3 separate regions of the Mus musculus genome follow, and regions 1 and 2 are each linked to region 3. Evidence: chromatin contacts called from public Hi-C and HiChIP or PLAC-seq data. All regions are on one chromosome and are shown on one strand. Each heading gives the region's core, a stretch centred on a gene start, on an enhancer-like site or on the middle of the called end of the contact. The rest is flanking DNA. Distances are from core to core; before and after follow the strand shown.

What was found. Hi-C and Micro-C count contacts between places; a contact is called where the count stands out from the background. HiChIP or PLAC-seq counts read pairs in DNA pulled down with a chosen protein or histone mark.
Region 1: a contact with region 3 is called in a Hi-C map of Sertoli cells, with 3 times the contacts expected there. The contact joins two enhancer-like sites. A contact is called at or near these places in 7 of 39 promoter capture datasets (3T3-L1-derived adipocytes, the C10 cell line, cranial neural crest and 4 more), 2 of 15 datasets of contacts at CTCF or cohesin (the NIH/3T3 cell line and large pre-B cells), 9 of 484 Hi-C or Micro-C datasets (3T3-L1-derived adipocytes, the Ba/F3 cell line, the C10 cell line and 6 more), 5 of 115 datasets of contacts at active chromatin or transcription factors (craniofacial prominence, embryonic basal ganglia, embryonic stem cells and 1 more) and 1 of 9 other capture datasets (embryonic stem cells).
Region 2: a contact with region 3 is called in an H3K27ac HiChIP or PLAC-seq map of microglia, with 5 times the contacts expected there. The contact joins two enhancer-like sites. A contact is called at or near these places in 6 of 39 promoter capture datasets (the 3T3-L1 cell line, HPC-7-derived erythroid cells, cranial neural crest and 2 more), 2 of 484 Hi-C or Micro-C datasets (the AtT-20 cell line and ganglionic eminence), 2 of 115 datasets of contacts at active chromatin or transcription factors (bone marrow-derived macrophages and microglia) and 2 of 9 other capture datasets (embryonic stem cells and liver).

What each region holds. Positions count from the first base shown.
Region 1 is chr2:92,289,888-92,294,060 of GRCm38.p6, forward strand. All of the region lies in intron 6 of Phf21a (PHD finger protein 21A), which reads left to right. Among named protein-coding and RNA genes, the nearest start is that of Large2, 79 kb to the right of the region's middle. Within about 2 kb of position 1,919, at least 5 of the 459 cell types and tissues checked have an H3K27ac peak or open chromatin away from gene starts, as enhancers often do. A contact at or near this core is called in Sertoli cells, where this site is marked.
Region 2 is chr2:92,248,065-92,252,834 of GRCm38.p6, forward strand. The region is part of intron 6 of Phf21a (PHD finger protein 21A); the gene reads left to right. Among named protein-coding and RNA genes, the nearest start is that of Mir1955, 58 kb to the left of the region's middle. Within about 2 kb of position 2,592, at least 6 of the 459 cell types and tissues checked have an H3K27ac peak or open chromatin away from gene starts, as enhancers often do. A contact at or near this core is called in bone marrow-derived macrophages and microglia, where this site is marked.
Region 3 is chr2:91,982,650-91,987,334 of GRCm38.p6, forward strand. Creb3l1 (cAMP responsive element binding protein 3-like 1) reads right to left here. Exons shown (of 12, transcript NM_011957.2): 9 at 4,387-4,486; 10 at 3,512-3,638; 11 at 516-783; 12 at 1-358. The coding sequence ends at 322. Among named protein-coding and RNA genes, the nearest start is that of Dgkz, 35 kb to the left of the region's middle. Within about 2 kb of position 2,037, at least 222 of the 459 cell types and tissues checked have an H3K27ac peak or open chromatin away from gene starts, as enhancers often do. A contact at or near this core is called in Sertoli cells, bone marrow-derived macrophages and microglia, where this site is marked.

The DNA.
Region 1 (4,173 bases), core at 669-3,168, 310 kb after region 3:
CGGGCTCTATATCCAGTACAAGAACTAAAACCATTCCAAAGCTATCCCCACCTCTATTCTGATTTGAGAATAGACCTCATGAATTCAGAAAGGAGAGGCTTTGATTGGTACCAAGTGAGAACTGTCTTGAAATCCTGAAATCCTGGAGCCTGAAGATATGTTAGAAACTGCCATTCTTATTTCCACAGTTGAGCTGTGGAAGTCTTATAAACGCCCTACCACTCAGCAGGCTGAGACCTGAAGAAGTTAATTAGAAGAGTTCATTCTTGCCCTCCAGAGCCCACACTCCAGAGGGAAGAAGGAAGCTCCAGTTCTGGGGATGTCTAGGAATAATGAAGTATAGCTCAGGGCTTTCTTGGGAGATTCTAGAGAGAATGAGAACATTTTTACCCAGAGGAACTATGAGCTGGGTTGTGAGCTGGGTTGTCCATGTTAGAGAGTCACAGCACTCAGTCTCACTGCTTTCATTGCTCTGTGCCCCAGCAATTCTGCCTCAGCATATCTAACCCTAACCCACTCCAGTGGGGATGCCAGAGTGGACAAAAGAGGGGAAAGAAAGCCACGGGCTATGGCTTTGCATGCTGAATCATGAAAACCGTCTATTTCTGAAGCTAAGAAGAGTCTTCAGAGTGTTGGGTTGTGATTATTGTTGAGTTGTAGTGCTGTGAGTTATCAGCAGATGAGACCCCCCCCCCCAGGTCCTCCAGATGTATTCATACCAACATTCCCAATGGTGTAAAGCAGTGTGGGCATTCAAGTAGGAAACAAAGGTTTGTGTCCTGGTTCTGCCGTTTACCCAAGTCACTAATCTATGTGAGCTTCACTTTACTCTTCTGCAAAGTAAACCTCTCCAGGATTTTTACAAGGCAGAGGCAATGTAATGTACCAAAGAAATGCTCTGTACACTGTAATGTCAGCTGTATTTATAGAATGCTGACATTTGAAAAATAGTTGTATGTCTTAGACTAATGCTACACCTGTTCCCAGGTGACTTAATCATTGAATTATTAAACTTCCATTATTAATTCTTAGAAATACTCAAGAGGCTTTATGAGTATGAGATAGAGAGCTTTAGTTTTTCTGTTTGAAAGATCATTTCTTCAGTTAACTCTCAAACTAGGATATTCCTTCCTTCATTCATTCCTTCTTCCCTTCCTCCCTCCCTTCTCTCTCTCTCTCTCTCTCTCTCTCTCTCTCTCTCTCTCTCTCTCTCTCTCCTTTCCTTTCCTTTCCTTTCCTTTCTTCCTTCCATCTTTCTTTTTTTTTTTTGAGACATGGTCTCACTGTGTAGCCCTGGCTATCCTAGAACTCACTGTGTAGACCAGCAGGCTGACCTCAAACTCACTGTGCTGAGATTAAAAGCATGTGCCATTATGCTTGGCCAGCCCTTTCCTTTTGGGGTTATATTGCTCAGTGACTCTATAGTTTCTTAGATTTCTCAAAAGTTTTTGATTCTGGGCTAGAAACAAGAATAATCTTTGTTTAGAGGCTTGATAAATTAGGATATTTAATTAATAATTTAAAAAATGGCATAAAGTAACTGATAACATGTCTACTTCTTAAAAATTAATTTTTAATTTATTCTTTGAGAACTTCATACAAGTATGCAATATTATGATCGGAACCCTCCCTTCTCCCCTGCCAACTCCCTCTAAATTCTGACTCATCCCTCCCTCACTTCATGTCCTCTTTCTTCATGTTCATTCATCCCACTTAGAGTTGTCCGTGTGCATGTGGGCATAGGGTGACCCATAGGGCCACCGGCATCTTAGGAGAGGCTACATCCCTGAAGAAAATGGACTCTTCCTCACAACAGCCAACAGTTAACAAGAGCTTTCAGCTGTGGTTAGGGTGGTATGAGCCCCTCCCCTATTCGTGCTGGACTGTTGACTAGCTTGACCTTGGGTAGGTATCAGCAGTTGCTATGCCTTTAGGAGTGCAACAGCCATGACAGGCCAAGGGTAGCATTCCACAGCACTCCTTCCATCATCCAGGGGTTACATTCACTCCCTCTTCTGCAATGCTCCCTGAGTCTAGCATGCACAAGTACGTATTCTCAGCACTTAGACCAGTTGAATCTCTGTGTTAACCACTGCTCACTGCAATACGTTTTTTTCTGACAAAAGGTAGTACAGGGCAGATCTATGAAAATAAACAAATATTTAGAAAACAGTTTGACAATATGATCATTTAGCAAAATAACAATAGTAGGTTACTACCTCAGGCCTGCGACCTTCCCGGCATGGGCTTTTGATGAGGATTATGGTATTAGGCATGAAATCCCTCTTGTGGAGCAGGCCTCAAATTGAAAAGTAATTGGTTACCCCCAACAGGATGACACTGTTGCACTTAAGAACACATCTTGTCTGACAGTTTAGTATTGTCTCATGCGGGGTCCAGTACTGGGTAAGACCATTGGTGACCTTTTGGCCACTAGTTGCCTACATAGCACCTTCTGGCACTGTGAAAGCTAGCCAGCAGGAAGTAAGTTTCCTAGTCACTTTGGGATAGAGTCCTCTGTCGTGCAGCCAAAATGTATGACGTTTTCAGTGATAGGGTCTTACTATCCCATTATGGTAGGCACAGAGGGGAGGGGGCAGGAGAGGCTGGGAGACACAGAAGGGCAAGGGTTAACTAAAATGCAGAGTGTGTGAAAAGTTCACATGGAAACTACCATCTTACAACCCAGTTAACAGTAATTGACAGGAGGAGATGGTAGGATGCATGTGTAACAAAAGAAGAGAATAATGTTCAGGGTTAAAGATTTAAGTGAGAGTGTAGAGGGAGGGAGGGAGGGAGGGAGGAAAGGAGGGCAAAGAGTGGGAAGAGAATGTGGAAGATAGCCAAAACCAAGAATACATGGAAACTCACTAGTTTGTAAAGGAATTTTAAAATATAATTTTTTTGTTGTGCTTTATTGTTTGAGACAGGGTTTCTCTGTGTAACCCTGGCTATCCTGGAACTCACTCTGTAGATCAGCCTGCCTTTGTCTCCCAAGTGCTGGGATTAAAGCTATGCACCACCAACTAACTGTCAGGCTCAAAACGTAAATTTTTAAGTGGAGGAAGTTTGGACAGTGGTAACTTGCAGAGGTTGCAGTGCTACTTCAGAAGGTGTGGGTTATTAAATGAGCTGCCACTCTCTGTGCTGGGTGTGGGCCTCCGACAAGTTACTGGTCAAGGAGATGGTAAAAGTCGGCAAACAGCAAAGTCTGCTGCCATTGTTCTTGGTTTTCTTTCTCTCTACTGTTTAGGGAAATGTTATCTAGGCCAGAAAAAAATGCAGTATAGTATCAAATGACCCCCACTCTTAGAGTGTGTGCATTCTAGGGTAAAGGATAAATAGTGCACATAAGCACTTAACTAACAGAATCTGTGTTGCAGGGCTGCAGGGTTGGGTTGGTTGGGGCACAGGAACATGGCCCCTGGAACCAGATCTCCTGGTCAGAACTGTACCTCTTTGCTGGGTGCTACTTTTGGTGCCCTGGAAAGTTCCCCTTCTGGGCTTTAGCTTCTTCATTTGCAAACTAATAATATCTGTCTCTTTGGGTTGCTTAGAATATTCAATTATGTAATACACATTGAATTTAGAATGGTGTTTGCTATTATACCATAATAACTAGAGCTGCTGTTATTGTCACATATTTAGATGTTATTGTATGGTTCAGACACGGGATGTAATAAAGTCTCACACAGCATTGGCTGTTAGTCAAGAAAAACTTTGGAGAGAATTGGAACTTACCAGAGCCCTCAGAGGTAGGTGGACAAATAGTGTTGGGAGAAAGACCTGTACTCTAAGATGAGCATCAAAAACAGAAGCTTAAATGTGGGAATCAGTGTGTTTTTTAAAGAGTGGGGAAGGAGTTTGAGGGATCTCAGTTGGCACAGTACTTGCTTGGCATCCTTGAATTCTGGGTTTAATCCATGTGTGGTGGTGCATTGGTATAATCCCAGCACTGAGGAGGTAAAAGCAGGAGAATCAGAAGTTCATGGTCATCTTTGCTACTTAGCAACGTTGAGGCTTGTCTGGAATACATGAGACTATGTCTCAAAATAAATACCACCCCACTGGTCTGATTGTAGGTTCTGATTATGTTGGTGGGATGACTGTTGGGCAGATCAGTCATGAAATGAAAGTAGGTAAGTATAACAAGTTTATTAAGCTAAAAATAGC
Region 2 (4,770 bases), core at 1,342-3,841, 270 kb after region 3:
CATCTCTGCTTCATGTTGTTTGAGAGGAACTCTCAGCTTGTATTGCTTTACTCTGGCTGGGAAGGCCTAGTGAATCTGGTTAGCTTCAGGGATTTCCTAAAGTTCTTTTGAGTTATTTACTTTCCTGCTTAAGGAGGTGCCCTGTAGGATGGAATGTTTCAGTATGGAAGAAAGCTGTTACACAATAATAATCATGCTTGGCCTAGTACCCTAGGAGCCAGAAGAAGACTTAGAGCCAGGACCCAGTATAGGGATCCTTGGAACTGGGCAGAGTTACAGATGGTTGTCATCTGCCACCTGGGTGCTGGGAACTAAAGCTGGGTCCTCTAGAGGAACAGCCAGTGCTCCTAACCACTGAGGCGTCTCTTTAGGCCATTTTAAACTTTTTAATAGATGCCCAAATGCTTTCCAAGGTGGCTTGCCATTTTGTATTCCCACCAGGAAGCATCAGCGAAAGCTAGTCACTAGGAATCTTTTATACTTCATTCTTAAATCTTAACTGTCAGGCATTGCCATTAGCCCAACAATAAGGCACATGAAGATTTGGGAGAGGTACTGCAAGGGAACCAAAAGCTTAGACTCTTGTATCAGAAGAGAGAGTGCATGGGATGCTGGGACAGTGGAACAATGAAGAAAAAAAAGAAGTTTGTTCACAGAAAGCTTGGGAAAGGAAATTAAAGCCATCATCCTGTAAAGAGATGGAAGAGACTTTAATCAACAAAAGAGAGGAATGTTGATGTGGATCAACTCACAGGGCCCCATGCTTGAACTAATAGACATTTTGAAACTAGAGACTGGATGAAAATGGAGAAGAGAAAATAATTCCGTGACTAAGGACCCAGCCTCTAGAGGACAAGGAATTTCACCACCACTGAAGGGCATATAATATGATATATGTACTCTACTTTATCGCCTAGTGCTATGAATAGAAAAAAAGTACCCCCCTGTTATACCAAGGCAGATCTTTGTAAAACAGTAAAATCAGGAACAGAATGCCTAAGCTGCCTTAGAAGAAGAGGAAACCATTTGCAAATGGCAGATTGGTCATCAGACCACGTTGAAACCCAGGAACTAGGATTTACTGAGAGGATGAGGATGGTTCTGAAAACCAAGTAGGATTCTGTATCAAAACCATCTCTTGATCATGTCTGGGGGTAGAGGAAAGGTAGTTTTAAAAATGGAAGATCACAAGATGTAACTCTCATATATCAGCTTTGAGGGTGTTTTTTTTTTTTTTTTATCAAAATAAGAAATTAAACCAAGAAGATGAAGATAGGTATCCAGAAAATTCAGTACAAAAAGGATGACAGAATATGTTTGATGGAAGGTAAATCTGGATGACTGTTACACAAAAGTCATAGAAACCAAGCCAGGTGGTGGTGGTGGTGGTGGTGGTGGCACTCATCTTTAGTCCCAGTCTCAGGAGGCAGAGGCAGACGGATCTCTGTGAGTTCAAGACCAGCCTGGTCTACAGGATGAGTTCTAAAATAGCCAGGGCTACATAGAAAAATGTTGTCTGGAATAACAAAACAAAACAAAAGTCTTAGTTAACAACATCAGGTTGGCCAGGAGGATAGAAGAACTTAGGAAAGATGTAACAAGGAAGATGAAGGAGAAGGAGGATGCTAAACAGGCAGGACGAAGAGGAGGCTAAATAGGGATGTTTTGAGCCATTATTTAACTTTTTGTAGCTTCTTTAGGGTGCATGGGGAAGAATGAAGACGGGAATAGAGAAAACCAGGTAAATGATCAAATGAGGCAGATTTTAGGTCCAGGAGTAACAAAATGTGCCAGAATATATGTGTAATTGTAAGGCATTAATTACCCTACCAAGCACTGTTGCATAAATAATTCTAGTATTATAAACATTCACTACTAGTTTAGCTAGAAGTTACAGTTCGCCTGATGGGCTTAGGGTAGGAGGAAGAGTAGTAGAACACTGTAGTGCATACACTGTGTATGCAGATAATATATATGAATGTAATATCTATGAATATATAGGAAATAAATATCTGAAAGAAGTTCCCAGAAGAATTGAAAGTTATTTTGTGAAAGAATAAAGATATATAAGAAGAGAGTTGGTTCTCAAGGCATTTGTAATTTTTTATAGTAAAAACTTTAATGTTACATATATGGGTCCTTTGCCTGCATGTACAAATGTGTACCACATGCATACCCAATGACCACAAAGGCCAGAAAAAGGCACTAGATCCCCTGGATCTGTAGTTATATGCATGTGTGAGCTGCCACATAGGTTCAGGGAATGAATCCCAGGTCTCTGCAAGAACAACCAGTGCTTTTAACCACTAAATCTAACCTAAGCTCTGTGTATTATTTTGAAACAAAGTCTAACCTAAGCTCTGTTATTATTTTGAAATAAAGTCTAACTTAAGCTCTGTGTATTATTTTGAAACAAAGTCTAACCATACTTAGTTAGGTTGCTATGGCTAGCAACTACCCTAAACTGTTACTTTAATTCTTTTTCATTACTGGAACCAAAATACTTATGAGAGGTCTTATTCATTTTAGGTATGGTGTCAGAGCCCATGTGCTTAGACAGAATGTCATGACCATTGGAGCTGGGGCACAGAAGCTGTTTACCTCGTGACAGACATGTAAAAAAGGGGAAATGTGAGCAGGGCCAGTCAAGATAAGGGCACATCCCCAGAAACTTGTTTATTCTCTAGTGTCTCAATATGCAGTTGTGTTATGGATCCATCATAGAATTGGCCATGGATTAGTTTAGAGCTGTTATAATCTAATCGTCTCTGAAAGTGCCATCACAGACATATCCAAAGCTGTACTCTATTTATCTTCTAGGTACATACTAACCCAAGCAAGGCTCCCACCTGTCACAGGCCTTTAGAGCAACTTAAGCATCTTTCTGAGGAAAAGCTTGATGGCTGCTACATTTGGTTAAGATGTTACTGGGAGTTCACAGGTTAGAAAAGGCATATACATTGCAATCAGTTTCTTTTCTAGATGGAGAATGTAATCTAGGCCACAGCATTTGATAGTGTTTACCCTTTACCCTTAAACTGATACATTTAAAATGTAAATCTACTGAGGTCTGAGATTTTGCCCATTTTGTTTATTGATGCACTGGAGCTCAGCACCTGTGGAATGAAAGCCTATTTCTTGAGTTATTTCAGCCTTGTTGTATGTGTCTTGAAAGGTTTCCCTGAGCTCTTCAGGGATATGGGTATATAAACAATTAAAATAAGTGTGGAATCAGATTCTCTCTGGTAACCAGAAAGGGGAGAGTCTTCTCTTGGCTGAGAGATATTGGCGAAGTGCTTTCAACAGAGCTGATTTTCTGGGCTGAGTATTGGAACTCAACAGATTTTTTTTTTCTCCACCAGAATGGAATTAAGTGTAAGTTGGGTTTGTTTTGAAACCTGTATATATCATTTGCTCCTGTTCTTGTATGTTATAGTATAATCATGTAGACTTAGGAAAACTAAGTTGTTTCCATGAAAACCATATCGAATGCTTTGGGATGAGTGTTTCAAAGTATATTAATTTCATATATGAAAGTATCATAATGATACTTATATGGTTATAAACCACATTGCTTTATATAATTAATATACCCTAATTTTTGTCTTAAAATTATTTTATGTGTATGTGTGTTCTGTCTGCATGTATATCTATATTCCAGGTGCATGTTTGGTGCCCACAAAAGGCCAGAAGGGACACAGAACCCCTTGGAACTAGAGTTACAGTCAGTTATAAGTTGCCCTGCTGGGCTGAGAATCTAATCCAGTTCCTCTGGGAGACTAGCTTAAGATCATTCAAATGCTCTTAACTGCTGAACCATCTCACCAACCCACACACTAAATTTTTTTTTTGGAGGGGGGTTTGAGACAGGGTTTCTCTGTGTAACCCTGGCTGTCCTGGAACTCACTTTGTACATCAGGCTGGCCTTGAACTCAGAAATCCACCTGCCTCTGCCTCCCAGCCATACATATATATTTTAAGTTCTTGCCATACTTTAAAAGTTAAAAATGGAAATGTTCAAGAATGCTACTGTCACAGTTATAGCTTATAAGAAACATTCTGCACTCTTACCCATAGAGCTCTTTACTCCAGGGGTCTGGTCCTGTACTGCAAGAAACAAAGGTTCATTTAAATTAAAATGAAGTACTTGGGTATGTTTATCAATTTTTTTTATGAATCCTTGATATATGTGGCTTTTTTCCCCCACTAGATCATTACTTACTGGTTAAGGGAGCCCTACTGTATTACTACAAGTTGCTACTAAAAGTGAAGTGTGATCTTTCACTGTTCATTGATTCAGGTATACGTATGGAATGTGTATTTTGCGTAGCCATTATGCACAGCTCTGGAACACAGCTGATAGGGCTTCTCTTCTTGAGCTTACCAGCCAATGGCATGTTCCTGTATCAAAATGATTATCTTAACAGTCGCAGAATAGTTATCAAAATAAAATCTAGTCTTGGTGATGAAGGCCAAAGCCAGTTACCTATAGAGTGTTGGGCCTTAACCCCAGCTTATACCCCGAATAAACAGAAAAGATTTTGAAAAATGTTGCATCTAGGGCTGTGCTGAATGAGAGTTTCTGGGAGGGGGCCAGAAATGCAGACATACTTAAGAACAGGCAGGATAATTGTAGTTAAGGTAGTTGACAATGCCCAAACTAGATCTGATAATTTCAGATTGATTTGACATGGCATTCTCCTGACTCATCTGGGACCAGTCTACTAGACTGAGTTTGTCATTGATGAGTTATTGGAATCTTCCTAGAGA
Region 3 (4,685 bases), core at 787-3,286:
GTGTGTGTTTGTGTGTGTATGTCTGCTTGTGTGTTTGTGTATGAGGGGGCCAGGAACAGTGGTTGCGTTGGTCACTATGGGAAGGAAACGGGTAGCCCAGTGAGTGGTTTATCGGAGGAGGACGGATAGTGGTAGGAGGGAAAGGTGGGAACGGAGTGGTCAGCCCAGGGGAGCAGTCCAAGTGTCTGGGGACATAGAGCGTCCCCAGCTACTACAGGGACCCGGGGGGCAGGGGTATGAGCTGGATCTGGGTCATCGAGCAAGAGAACGCCTCTTCTGGGTGCCAGGGTGTCCGTCCTGTGTCCTGGGTCTTGGAGTGGCCTAGGAGAGTTTGATGGTGGTGTTGGGGCCCAGATCCCTGGGGAGAGAAGAAGATCCAGGGATGAATCTGCCCTGGGGTACCCGTCATTCAACTGTGAGCCAGGACTTGACCAGGGCCCCCTCCCCCTGGGAAGATGTGGCTGAGGGAGGCACAGCCTGGGACCCTGGGAAGGGAAGGCTGTCCCTCTGCTCACCTGTCATGGAACCACTCCTTGGGGTGGGAGAAGTTGGGGCTGGTGCCGTTGTCATCAGTGTCCTCTGGCCAGGTCTCTCTCAAGTACTTGGTGGTCTCATGGATGCTGTCTGCACGGTCATGTCGGAGGTGGTCCTGGGGCCTCTGCTCTGCTGGACCCCCGGGTTTGAGCTCCCAGCCTTCTGGGGGCTCCACAGGCAGTAGAGCACCTCGGCCATCTTCCCATGAGCCTGCCCCATCATCGTAGAACAGTAGGCTTCGGGAAGGCACTGTGGAGAAAACCAGGGTGAGCCACGGAGGCCCCTCAGGTATGTGCCCTCTGCCGGATCTGCTTCATTCACTTGCCGGGCATGAAGAGTACAGCCTCTGACATCTTACAGGCTTGACTCCTCCTCCTAGCCCTGAGGATCCCTGGCTATGTGATTTTAGGCTAGTCACACACTCTGCTCTGATTTTGCTGGGCATCAGTTTGTTGATCTGTAAAATGGGGATAGTATAACCAACCTCACGGAGATTCAAGGATTCAATGAGTAAACGCAGTATAACAATTGAAGCTGTGCTGCTTTTTGTTTTTGTTTTTGTTTTTGTTTTTTTGCTTTTCGAGACAGGGTTTCTCTGTGTAGCCCTGGCTGTCCTGGAACTCACTCTGTAGACCAGGCTGGCCTCAAACTCAGAAATCTGCCTGCCTTTGCCTCCTAAGTGCTGGAATTAAAGGCGTGCGCCACCACGCCCCGCTCGGAGCTCACAAAAATGTAGCACTTCTGAGCAAGACAATAATGGTTTGCTTACTGGGAACTGGGACTTTTCCCTCCTTATATTAAGGACTGAACCCAGAACTTCGTAATAGCTAGGTCAAGACTCTCTCTCTCTCTCTCTCTCTCTCTCTCTCTCTCTCTCTCTCTCTCTCTCTCTCTCTCTCGTTTATATTGAGACGGGGGGGGGTCTCACTAAGTTGCTCAGGCAGGCCATTAATTAATTTTGTAGCCCGTGTAAGCCTTACACCTACGCTCTTTAGGCCTTGACCTAAGAAGCTAGGATCACACTGACAGGACCTGCTGAGAGCTGGGTTCGAATCCTCCCGTGCCACTTACTTCCTGGGAGAATTAAGGAAACCCTTTTCTTTTCTCTTCTAGGCTAGTTCCTCTGGGAAGTCAAGGGGAGAGAAAAAAAAAAAAGAATGTTTGTTGGACACCCGTGCCAGGCTTTATATAAAGCCCTTAGCTTAAAGCCAATTAAATCTCACACGAAGCCCTGGGAATGAGGTGCTTTAAGCCCCGCTTCCCAGAGCTCATCATCAAGGGTCCCCGTAAATTGGCTTCCTGGCTCCAGTCTGCTGCCTGCCTCCCAGCTTCCCCTGCAGGGTTTAATCTATGAGAATCTATGGAAAAGGCGGCCCCTGGCATTGTGTGAAGCTGCAGTCCGGAAACCAGCCCGCTCAACAAGCCACCTCCTTCCTCAGACGTGCCCTCTGCCCTGCCCTGTGCTTCACTCCCTCCAGAGGCTCATTCATGTCCTCCCTCCCCCTCCCTGGGGTTTGTACTTTAGCACAGCCCCTCCTCTTCTGTGTCTGCTTCCTCTCCTCTGTCCTTGATAGCCTTGGCCCGCCCCGCCCCGCCCCCGCGCCAGCCCCACCCCACCGCTCCATCGCAGCCCCTCTCCTCTCAGTTCTCCTCCCAGCTCCCAGCTCCTGTCCTCCCTTCTAGCCTCTCAGCCTTGCTCACCGCCCCCACCCCCACCCCCGCAGTACCCCTCCTCTCCATACACTCCCTGCTCTCCCCTCTCTCTGACCTCTCATCTGTTTCCTCTTTCTCTTCAGCCACGTAAGATTCATGTCCCTGGCATATGAAGGATGGCCTAGAAGTTCTTCCATGGGTCTACCGGAAGTGGCCTCTACCTCTGAAAGCCATGCTAATCTTTGCTGTTCCCTATACTCTTGCTGTTCGTGGCCTGTCTTTCCCCTCATGTCAGGAGCTATTCCAGAAGGCAAGGTATATGCTCACTGTAAGGATGGCAGTTTCTGGAGTCTAGAAATCAACATGAAGCCAAGATGTGCACCCTGGCTCACACAACTAGCAAATGCAGAGCCGGCTGTGACTGATTCTGAAATGAACCACACCGCACTCCATTGGGGTGGCACCCACATCACAACTACCATGCTCCCCAGGGGTAGGCACTCCCAGCAGAGTCCTGACACCTGCTGCAGGTCCCCTGTGCCTCAGCGGCTTTCTTAACACTGTCACATCAGAAATGACTGAAGACTGACACTCACTTGCTGTCCCTAGAACACTCTGCCGCCCACTAAGTCTGCCCTCTCCACATCGCTGCGCCAAAGGATCTCAGAGAGGCAAAGAATCTGGTCCTCAGGCTGGAGAGATGGCTCAGCAGGTAAGAGCACTGACTGCTCTTCCAGAGGTCCTGAGTTCAATTCCCAGCATCCACACGGTGGCTCACAACCATCTGTAATGGGATCTGATACCCTTTTCTGGTGTGGCTGAAGACAGCTACAGTGTACTTACATATAATAATAAATAAATCTTTAAAAAAAGAGTATAGAATGAGATAATGCCAACCCAAATCTCTTATAAATATTTATTTTTAATTTTTTTAATGTGTATGAATGCTTTGCCTGCCATTGTGTCTGTGTACTACCTGGGTGCTTGGTGCCTTCGGTGACAAGAATTTGGCATCTCATCCCCTGGAACTGGAGTTGCAGGTGGCTGTGAGCCACCATATGGGTGGTTAGGCACCAAACATGGGTCCTCTAAAAGAGCAGCCAGTACCAAGCCATCTATCTCTCCAGCACTCCAGACTTTTTGGAGACAGGGTCTCACTAATGTATCCCTGGCTGGTCTGGAACTCCTCATGTAGACTGGGCTGGTCTTGAACTCATAGATCCACCTGCCTCTGCCTCCAGAGTGCTGGGATTAAAGGTGTGAGTGCAGCTGATATGGCTTCTCTCTAGTAACTGGCTAACACCCAGAGTTTGGAGGTACTTACTCTGACTGGCTGCATAGACACTGTCAGCTGCGATAGGGTCTTCTTTCACAGTCATTGAGCCGGAAGAGAATGCAGGAAGGCAGGGCACAAGGGAGCCCAGCACCAGAACGAAGCACAAGGCTGCCACCTAGTAGTAGACAGAGCAGTCTATTATTAGTCGGATCTGGGGCAGGGCAGGCCTACAAGACTGGCCACTCCCAACTCTCCTCACCCTAAAGCATTGGACGCAAAAGGCTCAGTTTCCCCCAAATGCCTCCCCAGAGCTGGCTGCTCTCTTGGAAGCAGACACAGGCTGTTCAAGTCACCTTTAATCCAATCTAGTGACATGAAAGGGACCAGAGACCAGAGGGCGGGGTTCTGTGTGGTTTCACCTATAGAGAAATCAGGAAAGGAAGAAAGGGGAAGGGGGGAAGGGGAAGGGAGGGTTGCAACTGTGACCAGGGAGAAGGACACATAGCCACATCACCTTCGCAGCCTGAGCCTGAGAAGGAGCCAAGGGCCCCGGGGAGCTCCAGCGAGGCCCTGCCCTTAGAATGTCAGAGGCAACATGTGCTTACCAGGGAGGACAGACTAATGGAAGAGAGCCACTCAGAGGCTGAGCCTGACCTAGGTGTCCCCTCTAGCCTTGGGGACCCTGAGGGGGGCTCCTTTATTTTCTCCCTATCACCCATCCCAAGAAGAATCACACTCCTTGAATCTATAGAAGCCACTTTTCCAAGGACCTGCCTTTCACTAGATTTAGCAGCATCAACCTCACATCTATTAGAACTGGCCTGGACAGGTCACTGGTCCCCTCAGACTCTGCTCACTGTCCTGGAGAGCTAGCCTCAAGAAGAGCTTCCCCCTGCTGCCTTATGCTAAGGAGTAGCACCTACCATGAGGCAGGTGCCGGTCTGCGTGGCTGCCATCTTGTACGGTCTGGAGATCTTGCTGGTGACCAGAGTCTGGAGTTTCTGCAGCTGCTGGAGCAGGGTCCTGAGGAAGGCACAGAAGTCACCATGGGGACTCAGGTACAGCAGCCATGTCTGCATCCTGGCCTCTCCTGAGGAGCCCTGGCTGGCTCCTGACTGGGCCTCTATGCTTTGGTGCCCATTGTAGTCAAGATATAAAAGGTCACCTCCTGGTAGGCTTTCTGCAGCCTGGCTTGGGTCTCGGGGACCTGACTCATGGTGGG